Linked DNA regions of Zea mays: region 2 is linked to region 1. The links are chromatin contacts, called in public Hi-C maps. All regions are on one chromosome and are shown on one strand. The core of a region is the stretch at or near the end of the contact, and the rest is flanking DNA. Distances in the headings are between cores, read along the strand shown. Region 1 holds the start of LOC100286153. Region 2 holds the start of LOC100283881.

Region 1 (6,630 bases), core at 487-2,986:
ATTGAAGGCATCAAACCAGTCAAGGATTTAAATAAGCCATAGGTTCAGTACAGCTGAAGTGCTTTTACCAAAAAGAAGTGGGTTCTAAGCTGGGAGACATAAATATTGGTTGCTGCATTTTTCCCTGTTACTAAACCGTGCAGCCATGCAAGCAAACAATGATGAGAAGGGTAAATGAACTAAATTACAAACAGCTGACAGTATCTGTTGTTACAGCAACATACCGCTTTTGCCTCCTTGTACTCAGAAACAGCCTTGTGAGAAGCGTATGTGAACTTGGTGCTTGGGCCAAGTTCAGGGACAATAAAGTGGCTGCGAGGAGCAAGGTAATAAAAAAAATGTTAGACCAATACCACAAAAAAACCAAGTAAACATTCAAGAGACAGAAGTTGACTTACTAGTTTGTATCAAACCACTTGGTCATCTCCATAGCAGGGACAGTGGCATTTCCCCTGGCCATTGAGAAATAGGTGCTCAAGCCAATCTCGCCTCCAGTCCAAGAGTAGCGCTCTGGGACAGCACCAAGCATGGCCGTGGTATCAAGGACCTGGTCATAGTACGAGAAGGTGTTGCTGGGAATGTACTTGATCCCAGCTTCTGACATTTGCTTCCAGATGCTAGACCTGAGGTCAGAGGCAACTTTCTCTAAATCATCGGCGCTGCTCTTCCCATCCCAGAAAGACTCCAAGGCAAACTTGAGCTCTCTCTTGGGGCCCATGCGAGGGTATCCAACAATATGGGACGCCATCTTTCTATATAACAGAAAAATGTTAAAATCAGGTTGACAGAGAAGCTAGCTGAATATTTGTCCCAAAAAAAAACTGCAAATAAGCTAAAAGAGCTCTCTCTAGCTCTAGGGGCCCATACAAGCGTATGCAACAATATGGGACACCATCTTTCTATATAACAGCAAAATGTTAAAATCAGCTTGATTCACATCAACAAGAAGCTAGCTGAATATTTGTCTCAACAAAGCTGCAAATAAAATGCGCACTTGTACAGTTCTACAGGAAGCAATGATATATTAAACTACAGCCACAGAAAACAAATTGATCAGTATAAAACTATCACTGTCCATTCAGTGAATCTGCCAACTAACTTCCGGATCATACATACATGAAGAAATTTTAAATGTTCCCGTAGATCTAACAGAGCCCGCCCGCCCTTCGGAAACGATCTAAAAATTAACAGCGCGTTACGCTGCTAACAAAAATCTGGGGGCCTGAGATGCTAGCCAACTCAAATCACAATGATGGATTTCATATAATTACGACTCGAAACATCTCCTCGAAAAACAAAAGGGGGGCAATCGACTCTAATCCCGCAGTAACCCAGCGGCGATCTCAACGACTCGACCAAAAAATATCGAGCCCCACCAAAACCACCAATTCCGCACAGCGTAGCGCAGCAAAGCAACCCCTACAGGGAAGGAAACAATGGCTACGAATCCAGACAGACCGAGCAGGCAGGCGGGGGGGCAGCAGCATGCCAGACTCACCGCGCGCCGAGGCGATCCGAGAGGCGCGGGGAGATAGCGGAAGCGAGGGAATGGGCGAGCGGGAGAGTGGGAGGGGGCATATACAGCAAGGGGGGAGGGGGGGAAGGCGCGCTTACCCTTTGGAACGTGGAGCGGGAGAGTAGCTCCGGGGGAAGAGGACGACGCCGGGGTGAACTGAGATGTGGGTGGTGATGACGAGCACGGGACGTCTGACTGTCTGAGGGGTTTCATTTGTAGAGGTAGAGGATGCAGTGTCTGCGTTAGGTGGCGGCGTGGCGCGCGCTTACGGGATCTGGTGAGATCCCATTTCCCAGCTGCCAAATCCGTCGGTGCTCATGATTTGTTTGGTTTCTAAGGACTAATGTTTGGTTTTTTCATTTTATTTTATTTTATTTTATAAATTATTAAATATAGAAACTATATATTTAATAATTTTAAAACTAAAATAGAATAAAATGTAGGAACTAAAAATTAATCCCTAAAACTAAATATCCACTTAGATTTTTCTCTTCTTGTCTATATTTATACCACTATATAATCTACTTATTTACCTAACCATCCAAATCATCACAGTATAACGTTAGTATGGACTATATATTAGTTGGAAAAAATGTCAGTTTCGATAATTTTTCTTCATAATTTTTTTGAACTGGCACGATCGAAATTCAAGAATTAGAAAAAAAACTCGTGATACAACAATTATAAATAAATTGATTATAGGCGAAAACAAACCGGCCTTATGATATCAGAAACTCTAAAAATATCATGCAATCTAGATTTTCTGCGCTGTTAAAACTTGGGAGAATTTCTCGTGGAACAATCAATTTTCTATAATAAGAGGTGGTAACAACCTTCGTTTTAATTAGGAAATCCGGCTCGGAATGGCAAGCAGTGAATCTGAACAACCGTGCTAGTAGTAGTTGTCACATCCACGAGCCATGTAACGAAAAATAAACATCTTTTGGAGTCAAATGCCAACTAATGGAACACAAACGGATGTTTAACTTTTTTGATTTTACAGAGGGGAATAATTAAGAAGGCTCAAGATAGGTACTCCCTCTGTATCTAAGAGTATCTTTAAGAGACTCTTTATTTTTAGTTCTCTATTTAACTTTTTATTTGTCTCTCTATAAATATTAAACTATATATATATAACATCTCTTTACAACAGACTCTCTAACATAAAGTAAGCTTAGCTAGCGAGAGTTGCTAGCCAAATTTAGCTAGTGAGAGAGTTAATTTAGAGAGCCGAATAGCTTAGCAAGTTAAATAGCTAGTCTGTTGGAGAGCTATTAAATAGCTAAAATTTAGCTTGACAAGCTATTTAGCTAGTCTTTTGGAGATACTCTAAAGAATTGGTAAGTCGAGCCTTTTTTTAATGGCCGACCAAATTTATTAAAAAAATATTTAAAATATCCATAAAACCAAATAATCATATTATAAAATAATATTTTTTAAAAAAATTTGTCTAATGAGAAATACTGTAGCGATATTTGTAGCTTTGAAAACCTATACATCCCAAATCCATCTTCTACTAGGGGCCGAAAGTGGTGACAGATGCCGATGTCAGTGCAGAACAGCACGAGTTCCATCCAAGCATGTGTGGTATTCTAATTGGATAAAGAGGCGTAGTGGTGCTCAGAAAAAGAAAAGGATGTGCGGCCCGCGACTTTCCGATTCCAACCAACCACTCCTGATTCCTGAACCTCAAGTGGAGTGGGGAGTAGAAGCATCTCCCAGCCCCCGCCAACCATGAAAGCTCAAGCTCCATCCAGCAACACTATTCTTCCTTGAATCTGGCTTACATCACACTCAAAACACAGTGCGCGAGTGTATGCGCATTTGTCTTCCAGGTTGAAATAAAAAGGTAGTTCGATCATAGGTTTGGATCTTGGAGCTGGTCCACCTCCATCATCATCAGAGCTGCTACGGCTGCTACAGTATACATGACATGTAGCCTCCTACTTGGCCATCAGGGACGACAAAATGAGGGGGCCATGGTAGGTGCTCCTACCTCCGGGGGTTGGTGGTCGACATGCTGCCAATACAAACAATGCAATAGCCAATAGGTTTGCTTTGCTTCTCCAGCTTCCAAAACTCGTCCTGCACTCGTGCCTGGGAAACGAACCATGCGACGCCAGTTCAGTCTTAAGATCATTCAGAATTAGCATACGGTCAACGGGTTCATGACGTTTCAAGGACGATGACAATGTCAAGGCTGCTAATAGTTTTTGGATTGAAACCTGATCAATGCGGTTTGATTTTACCTTTGGATCTTGACTGGGCTGGTTTTAGAATCTGAATACACGCATTATTCAAGTTTGCTGCTGCTGCTAAATGCATTAGTTGGTGCTCAGTACCACGCTCTTACCACTTACCATCATGTTATTAATCAGACAAAAGTTGACCTCCCTGACATGCCATGGGTCTCAAAAACAAATGTATCTGGCTGACGCGCATGTGTCAGCGAGCAACAACACTTACCAATCAAACGAAACAGATCTATCTATACAAAGTTTCCTCAACACCCCCGCCGCAAGTCGCGGGAGAATGAACATGATCAAAGAATCAATTTTGATTTTTTTTTTCCAGCAACGAACCAACCACTCTTCCAAGCCAAGTCCAATCAACAAAGGACCTGTGAGCTCAGTTCCAACAAATCCCTTTCCAGCAAGAGAAAAACAGGGTACAAAATTTTGGACTGTTGAAAGCAGTTCGCCAGCGTACAACTCATGCTGTACATAACATAGCTAACCAGCTACACATGTGAACTGACCATCAGACCCACCACCACCAACCTCGCCAGGAGCCAACAGAAGAAAAAAGGAGATTAAGGAGTCCAATGTTTGTCCTTAGGTCAAATAAGTGGGGCTTCTAGGCATGCTAAGTGAGAGAGAGAGATCAAAGAAGAATTCTTGGCTCATGGAGGTGGCAGCTGGGGCCTTAAATACAGACTATAAACATGTATACAGCTATGCTCTACAAGATTCCATTGGTTGAAGAGGTTGTTGAAGATCACCACGTCACATACCATTAGGAGAGGTTAGTGCAGGGGGAGAAGATTATTCATGTTCTGCATCGTTGTCAGTCAGCTCGTCGTCCTCCTCGTCATCAGTGTCTTCCTCGTCGTCATCGTCCGTGCCATCCGAAGAACCGAAGATTGCATCCTTCGCGGCAGCAGAATCACCAAATCGTCTGAGCTGCCCTGGGTTCATCGGTGGTAGCGAGGAAAGTGGTTTTGGTGCTAGTGGTTTCAGGTAATTCGGGATTATTTCCCCAGGCCTAATGTAGATGGCGCCTTTTGACTGAGCCGCTTTTATGATTGTAGCTGCATCAGATGGTGATCCAATGCGTGCACCGGCTGCAATGGCTGCAGCCCTTATAGATGAACCCTCAGGATTTGCACGACAATCAATACTGTCAAGTGTTTTTGTCTGTGACGGTGTAGCTGGCTGTTGTGCAGATGACTGAGATTGATGAAGACCAAGTGATAACTTGCCATTGCTACTGATATCTCCAGAGTCTACAGAGTTCAAACAAGCTGCATCAAAAGTGATGTCAAAAACTCAAAATGGCCTCGTTAGTAAAATCGATTATCATATATGCAATAGCTTTTAGCGAAAAAAAAGAAAAATGCCTCATATATATCACAGCCACAGCTTAAGAAAATGTTCAGGCATAAACTTGTACAAGTTATGATATGGACAAAAAGAACTGGGATAGGATGCTTGGAACAGTTTATAGATTTGAGTAGCAAAGTAAAATCCCACATACCCGCAGATATCTCGGAGCCATCAGTGGGTGGAAGGCACAATCCAATAGGGACAGTCACGAGCTGTCGCGCAGCACTAGAGTTTAATGTATTTACACTGCATCCCCTGTTACCATTAGCTTGGGATAATTCATGACTCTGCAGATTCCATAGACTTGTTAGGAACCTGAAGCTAGTGAAGTACATTATGATTGAAATTCCGATCATTCTGTAACCGTAATAAGGAAATATAAGTTACCCGTGGCGACGAGTGCAAAAGAAGATATTGCAGCTAAACTAAGCTGTAAGCCGAGGCTTATAATAAGGAATTTTATAGTCTCTCTCAGTAATAACTGGGAACTAAGCTGCCGCGCTAAGTTCGTATGCAAAGGTACCTAAAGAGAGGACCAAAGATAAAATGTTTGATGGAATGACACAAATGAAAGAGGCAATATGATACCCATAAGATGTCAAGAAAACCATATTACATGCTTGCAGCAAATAACAATTTGGCTCAAACGAAGACATCAAACAATTTCTTTCACCTAAAGAATGAGAGTCAAGTAAGGGCAAGGCAGACCCAACAAAAAAAAATCGGCCGGGGAGGGAAAGACCGGCCCCCGGTATTATACTAAGAAGAGACTAAACATGGTCCCGGCCGAGAAAATCCAAGAACCCTGGCCCCCATCACTAGCGGGCCGTCACCGCCCACTCTGCAACGGGCCAGCCGAAGGGTGGCGCGCAGGACGTAACCAGGAGCGGACGGGACACAACGAGGGGATTTTTTTTAACCAAACCCGAAATTCGCCCTCGAAGGGAACCCGTGACCTGGAGGTGCTACTCGAAAGCCTTAAGCATTACGCTAGCCGAAGGCGGGCACATGAGTGGTGTCTGGGAAAAGGATAAACCGACGCAAACCTTTCCCCCACAAATGCGGAGAGACTACTTCGAACTCGTGACTTGATGACTCAGTGAGACAGCTCTTATCTAAGCATCAGGCCTACCCTTCTGAAAGTCACATAAGCTAATAATACTTACCTAAAGTTAAAGATAAAAATATGCTACAACTGCAATAAATGGCATGCAACATTTCTGAAATGTCAGCCCTGGGACTAAAAGTGGGAAGAATAACATATTTCTCACACTCCACTGAGATAGTTACCAGGAAAACATGCCATCTATGCAGCAAGGATACAGACACGTGGATACATCAAAATTTCTATAAAAAAACAACACGTGCATACATTTTAAGTTTTTTAATAGATAAATAATAAATCAATTAAAATTCTAAAAGCTGCAACACACTAGCAGGAACTTGAAATTGTCTCATTCTTTCAATTGTGTTGTTCTGCTCATCTTTTCCATATTTCCATGTAGTCAA
Region 2 (6,646 bases), core at 1,943-4,442, 160 kb after region 1:
TTAGACTTCTGGATATGTATGAAACTAATTGGAGTGTACCAAAGAAGAGAGTAGAGCACACCTCATTTACCAAATATGTTCTCTCCAACTGAATGGAAGCTCTGAACTCCTGAAGTTGTATGTTCTACTGCTGAGCTGTTTCAAATGGTTCCCATCTATGCGGGAGTGAACAAGTAGTGCTACTTTTCTCAATATGTATATGAAGGAACAGAAGTGATCCAATAGAACACAAATAAAAGGATTACACCTGCCAATCCACTTTCTTGATTACTCATACAACCCACTGAATCCCTGAGGAGGCCATATGATTCTCAAGTTGGGCAAATCGTGAGAATTCATAGACAAAGTGATACAAGAAAATTCAGGTAGAAGGCACTACATCAGCTTCCAGTAAACTCAAGTCCAACGAGATCAAAACCAAAATCCCTCACCGTGCTGAGTACAATCTCGCACTCTGACACTGCGAGGAGGAACATGTTGACCCAGCAATAATTAGAATTTCCATCACATTATGTTGCTCAAATAGCCACAAGTACTGCCTTACAGCATCTGAAGTACCCTGAGAAAATATAAAAGAAAATCAATACTTGTCGTAAGCTAGTGAAGTGCGCTAGCAAAATTCCTGTAGATTAGAATGCATTTGCAAGGCATGATGGTATAATAATATAATTCAAAGATCAAAGGTAAGTGCACATATCAAAACCAGAGATCAGTTTGCCGGGGAACAGAGCAGAAGAGATCTCTGGAGGTCGATGGAAGCAGTGACTCCAAATGTCCTAAATCTTACATGGCATAGTATGGGAAAAAAATAAACTGATGACTGCTAAGTCCTCCGCGTCCGGTGTAGGTTTAGGAGTGTAAAAGATTCACACCACAAATCAAAAAAGAATAGGAAGACGAGGGTTCGATCGGAAATGGGTGCTCACGTGGATATCGTGGGAGAAGGGGTGAGATGTGAGGACCCCGGTGCAGGTGCAGCCTGATAGCTTAAGCGCCGCGATGTCGTTCGCCACCTTATTGGCGGCCACGGTCGCAGATGAAGACAACAAGAATTCCACCACGGCCTTGCCTCCACTCTCGGCGGTCGCGGCGGCCTTCCTCTTGCTGGCCTTCGACACCTCGATCAGGTTCAGGGGCGCTAGAGTTATTGGGGATGTGGTGGCTGGCGGGTGTGCTGTAGCGGCGTCGCACGGCGGGATACGCGCGCGGGATTCGTGGAGCGGTCGCGGCGGGGGTTTTGCGGCAGGCGTAGGGACGGCCGCGTGCGTGGGGGTCGCGGCGGGCTGTGCGGGCGGTTCCCGCATGCGTAGGGAGGAGGCCGTTGCGGGCGTGCGGTGCGGCATGGCTGGCGGGTGTGCAGTGTGCTGTAGTGGCGTCGCGCGGCGGCATTCGCGGCGGGATTCGTGGAGCGGTCGCGGCTGGCGTGCGGGCTGTTGGCGGCGGGGGCAGTCTACACTGCCCCCTTAATAGTTAGTAGAGATGTATGCTTTAAGTGGGGACCTTAGTAAGGCGGCGTTTGGATACTCCCACTAAATTTAGTCTCTGTCATATTAGATTTTTGGATGCTAGTTATAAATTTAAATATAGTCTAATTATAAAATTAATTATACAGATGAAAACTAAAAGTCAAGATAAACTTATCAAGCTTAATTAGTATATGATTCGTCCATGTGATACTACAATAAATATTTACTAATAATGAAGTAACTAGACTTAATAAATTTGTGTAGCGGTTTAGTCTTTGTCTATGTAATTAATTTTATAACTAAATATATTTAATATTCGTAATTAACATTTAAACATTTTATATGACACAGACTAAACTTTAGACAGAGGAACCAAACACTCTTTAAATTTGATTGTCTCCTTTGTGTTTTGAATTATATATTTTGTATTTCTCTTGATATATTCGTATTGTGCTAAATTATGTGCAGGCACTTTGTGAGTTTCATAAGCACAACTCTGCAATATCACAAGTAGAGGTTAAGTTAAAAAGATAAAGCTTCTTGCTATTATGTGCAAAACCCTAGAAAACATGGTGACATCGGTTCTTGTATGTAATTAGTTTGTTTTATAGAATTTTAAGATTTCATCAACTGGATCATATAACGATAGTAGTTTCAAAAAACATAAGATTACCTGGTATTTTAAATAGGGTAATCTGGTTTTAACTACTATCAATTGACGTGAAGTTTTAATTTGAAAATTTATAAAACATCCCTCTTTACCTGCACCTAAGAGCAACTTAGTAGTTCTCTAAAACCCTATAAATCAATAATTTATGTAGTTAATAACCAAAAAACTTTTCTTCGACAGTTCTCTAAATAAAATGTTTAAATTTAGCGATTTCTCATCTAACTCCATCTTCTCTCTACATTTGGCAACAATTTACCAACTACCTAAATAAAAAATCGGTTGTATTGTTTAGGTAATGAAGTTGACTATTGACATTTGTGACTTATTTTTTTGGGTGTGGATAGATTCAAAATAAAATAACAAGCTAAATTTAAAGAGCTAGTAAAGAACTCAATATTCTTGATATAGTGTCTCCAAGGAACTCTCCATTTTTGACTCTATATTTACATCCTCATAAAAATTACATTCTATAAGTAGCATCTCGCTCCAATAGACTTTTCATTTCCCATTCTTCAAATCCCAACCGCTACATTCAACTCTTCTTCTCCATACACCAATGTGTGGGTCTTACACATCATCCCACAGTTGGCAAGCTAGTTTGGCTATTGTGAGTGGTTAGCCAAATTTGGATAGAGGAGGGCAATTTGGAGACGAATAGCTTGGCAAATTGGATGTATTGGAAAGTTATTTTATTATTGAGTATTCAAAATTTAGCTTGATGAAACATCTAGCTGGTCTCTTGAAGACGCTCTAAATTATTTAGCAAATCTATGATTTGGATAATTAAAATTTACTTCTTGGCTTCATGACTTATGGCGCTGAGAAAATGGTCTAAAAATGATATTAAGTTGTTCGGGTCAAATATGTTTTTTTTCTTTCGAAAAATGACTAAATTTAAAAAATACGGGCCCAGCCCATGGCTTCGAGATGAAGGCAGCGCCAACGTATGCCCAATCATAACCTGCCACGTGTTACCATCCACGTCATACCACGACTGGGGTCCCTCACGGCCTCATCTCAACATCTTCCTATCCTTCAAAATTGAAATTCATTTTAGAAAAACAAAACAATTAGAGGGGGCAACGAGTAAAAAAGGAAAGGAAGAACTCCCTTCTCTCCTCTTCGATCCCGACGAACGCCGAGGGCCGCGGCGATGGAATACTCAGGCGGCGGTGCGACGCTGTCGGAGATGTACCAGAGCGCGCGGCGGCTGCTACTCTCGGCGCGGGATGGCGTGGGCCGCGTCGAGCGCCTTGCCTCGGCACCCACTTCGTCCTCCTACTCCTCGGCGCCGCTCGTCGGTGGTGCGTCGGGGGACCCCGCGGTTGCTGAGGAGGTGCGGCGAGAGGTGGCGCAGATCCAGGGGCTGTGCGCGCAGATGGACCGACTCTGGCGATCCATCCCCGCCAAAGGCCAACGGGACCTCTGGAAGAGGTGAGGATCCTCTTTAGATCCTTATTCCTTTTAGCTGCTCGGTTACAATTGGTTGAGTTGGTAGTGAGGTTAGAGATGAGAGATCTCACACCGCCTGCGCCGCAGACCATTAGATTTACCGTAGTCGCAAATTTTGCCGTGATATTTGCCAGTTCAGTCGGTAGGACGTGAATTTTGTGTCAAGTACAATGAGCCAAGGAGTAACCAAACTGAATTTACTGTAGTGCTGGGAATCTGCTTCTGTCAGCCTGTGACTGGTAGATTATTTCTCGGTTTTCTGCCGTTAGACTTCCGTGTAGCTTATAAGTTTTTGGCATACATGGATAAGCATCAATCAATGAAACGATTCACATGCTGAATTCATTTTTAGCATGTAAAGTTTACTGCTTTCCTTGACTAACCATTGACTAGTTAGTTTTGCCATTATGTTCATTCTCTAAGGTTTGGTTTTGCACATATGGTCAATAGGGGCTGGACAGTGGACTTATGAACTAACTAGTATTGATGAGATATATGTACTCTCATTGACATCCCAGCATGTTTGCTTCTTTTTCCATGAGCCAAAAAGTTGTAGTGAGTTTGCTTTGTGAGTATTTGGGCTCTGGCTGACGCCCTATTGTAGCTGCACTGTTCATGAAGCTGTTCTTCTCCCTCATTCTCAAAACAATGGGGTGCCAGGGAGCCGGTGAAGCCACATTTTGTGGCTCCTCTGGCTCAAGCTCTGTCGGTTACTATAGTGCGGAGCCAGAGCAAGGGCGAGCCATGTTCCCAGAACATGTTGCAGAGCCAGAGCAAGGGAGAGCCATGTTCCCAGAACATGTTGTCTGTTTTCGTCAGAACTTTTATTGGGTCTCATTCTAAATACTGAGTAATAAGAAGTAGAAGTCTGCAAAATGAAGTCAGGTATTCTGCACCTAAGGATAGTGCTACTAGTGCAAACTGAAGCTTCACTTAGAATTAACTAGGAGTCTAGGACTAGCAATTTGACTCCGCAGTACAGGTGTGCATGGCCATATAGAAAATTATGTTTTCTTAGATTGATTCTTTCACAGGTTCATCGGTAAGCGAAAAATATTTTGATGCACTTCAATTTCATGGTTTGTGTTAGTAAAGTTAGCTTAAATTCACAAGAATTGGAACAAGCAACTGTGCAAACATACACTTAGGATCTTCATTTCCTATTGGTTATTTCTAATTGATTAGCAGTTCTTATCTTTTTGTATTCACTTATTCACCTTCAGGGTGCTTTCAAGTGCTGTAACCATGCACAGATACATCATTGGGAGACGAATTGACTATATTTGACCCTTAACTGCAAATAGATCCAATTGACCTTAAGTTGCATGTTGGTGATTGTCTCGTTACCAGATCTTCTAGTACTTAAATAGATTTGGGATATGCTGAGGTCTGTAAGACTCATGTGTTGCAATTCTGCATGGATTGTCCAAATTGTTCATACAGGTTTGGCTCTGAAATTCATAAAAAACAGTGTTATTGTCATGAAAGTTCTCTGCAACCCATTAACATTCTTGTTGGAGAACATGATGTCTGCATTCTCTAGTACAACCTCTCCACTTCCTCAAAGCCAAAAAGCCCAAGCATCAGCAGGCTGGCCGCTGGCAGCCTGACACACATCATGCTGTTTGCTGCGTGGACATGTGGTTTTTTCTTTAGAGGTTGGCATTTCGTGTGGTGGATATCAGAGAAATGCTGTAGTAGAAGAATTAGGTTGTGAGTTCCCCTTGAATGTAGAAAGTCTGTAGTTTGTATTGGCTAGGACTAGGAACTAGGAACCAAGTGTTAAATTTATGACGCATTATTTTTTTCTGTCTTTGCAGAAAAGTGGAGCAGCTCTCTGAAGAGGTAGATTCATTGAAGGAAACCCTTGACAGGCATTCTCTGCGACAGAAAAAACGGATTCTGGAAGCAAAAGAAAGAGCTGAGCTATTTGAAAGAGCTGTAATAATTCCTCTCAGCAATAATGCGGTCTTTTCTTTTCCCGTATGATTTCATTGTTTAGTCGAAGAATTGAAAAAGAAAAATTGTTGACGCAGAACGGTGAATCTTCACACGTCCTCCGAATATTCGACGACGAAGCCCAAGCAAAGCAATCAGCCCGTAACTCCTCACGAATGCTCGAAGAAGCTTACGAGACAGGAGTGGGTATCCTTCACAAGTACGCTGACCAGAGGGATCGACTGAAGGTAATGCATATCATCCATTCACGACGAAGCCTCGGTTTGAAGTTGAACTGTGGACAGAAGATCACTGAACGTGACCAATCATAATGGCTCTTTTTAATGGTCTAACTTGTGCCTGCTAATGGCCATCTTCACTGCATTGCAGAGTGCTCAAAGGAAAGCTTTGGATGTCCTGAACACTGTCGGTCTGTCAAACTCCGTTCTGAAACTTATCGAGAGGCGGCACCGCGTGGACAGGTGGATCGCGTATGCTGGTATGGTCATCACCGTGGTGGTGATGATTGCGTTTTGGCGGTTAACGCATTAGTGCTGGGCTGTGTTTGTTACATATTTCTATCCCAGATATCAATGTGCAAACAAGGGGGATGGGGCAGATTCAGATGGTGCAGTTTTTTTTCGCTGGTCGTGGAGCAGTTCAAGTTTGCCTCGCCGGTCCGTCGCGTGCATAGTTGATGCCGGACCCCCAAAGTGGGTTAAATGTTCAAATTCCATTGTATGCAATGCTGCTGTGTAGTCTATTGTTACGACTTCCATGTAACTACACAAGCTTTTGCGGGACACAGAAGAGAAAAGGCGCTGTATTATTTCTGCACGAAATATTGTACTCGTAATATCTAGCCTGCAGTTGAATAGCACAAAATAACGGAAACCTGTGAGACCTGAATTTTCAGATTTAACTGAGGAAAAGATATGTGTCTAGCATATGTTCCTCGTCTGGGACGGCAGATTTTCAGTCTTTCATCACTAAAAGGGTGACATTAAGGTTATTAGTTTTAAAAAAGCGGCCAGTCCACTTTTTTTATCCTGGACTGATTCATAATTGGAATACAAGCCCTTGTTTTGTTTTATTTATTGATGGTAAGAACATCACCGTA

Evidence for each region. A called contact is a pair of places that touch in the nucleus more often than the background predicts.
Region 2: a Hi-C map of tassel shows a contact between it and region 1, with 2.2 times the contacts expected there. The contact joins the promoter of LOC100283881 here to the promoter of LOC100286153 in region 1. A contact is called at or near these places in 3 of 25 Hi-C or Micro-C datasets (endosperm, leaf and tassel).

Annotation. Positions count from the first base shown.
Region 1 is chr1:265,745,677-265,752,306 of Zm-B73-REFERENCE-NAM-5.0, forward strand. It overlaps LOC100286153, which reads right to left and starts at 1,737. Exons shown (of 14, transcript NM_001159041.1): 1 at 1,615-1,737; 2 at 399-752; 3 at 225-312. The coding sequence starts at 748. LOC103643784 (protein FAR1-RELATED SEQUENCE 5) reads right to left here. Exons shown (of 3, transcript XM_008666945.3): 2 at 5,273-5,408; 3 at 4,140-5,021. The coding sequence ends at 4,561.
Region 2 is chr1:265,907,911-265,914,556 of Zm-B73-REFERENCE-NAM-5.0, forward strand. LOC100283881 reads left to right here and starts at 3,193. Exons shown (of 4, transcript NM_001156779.2): 1 at 3,193-3,570; 2 at 5,409-5,529; 3 at 5,625-5,774; 4 at 5,917-6,469. The coding sequence starts at 3,290. The coding sequence ends at 6,078.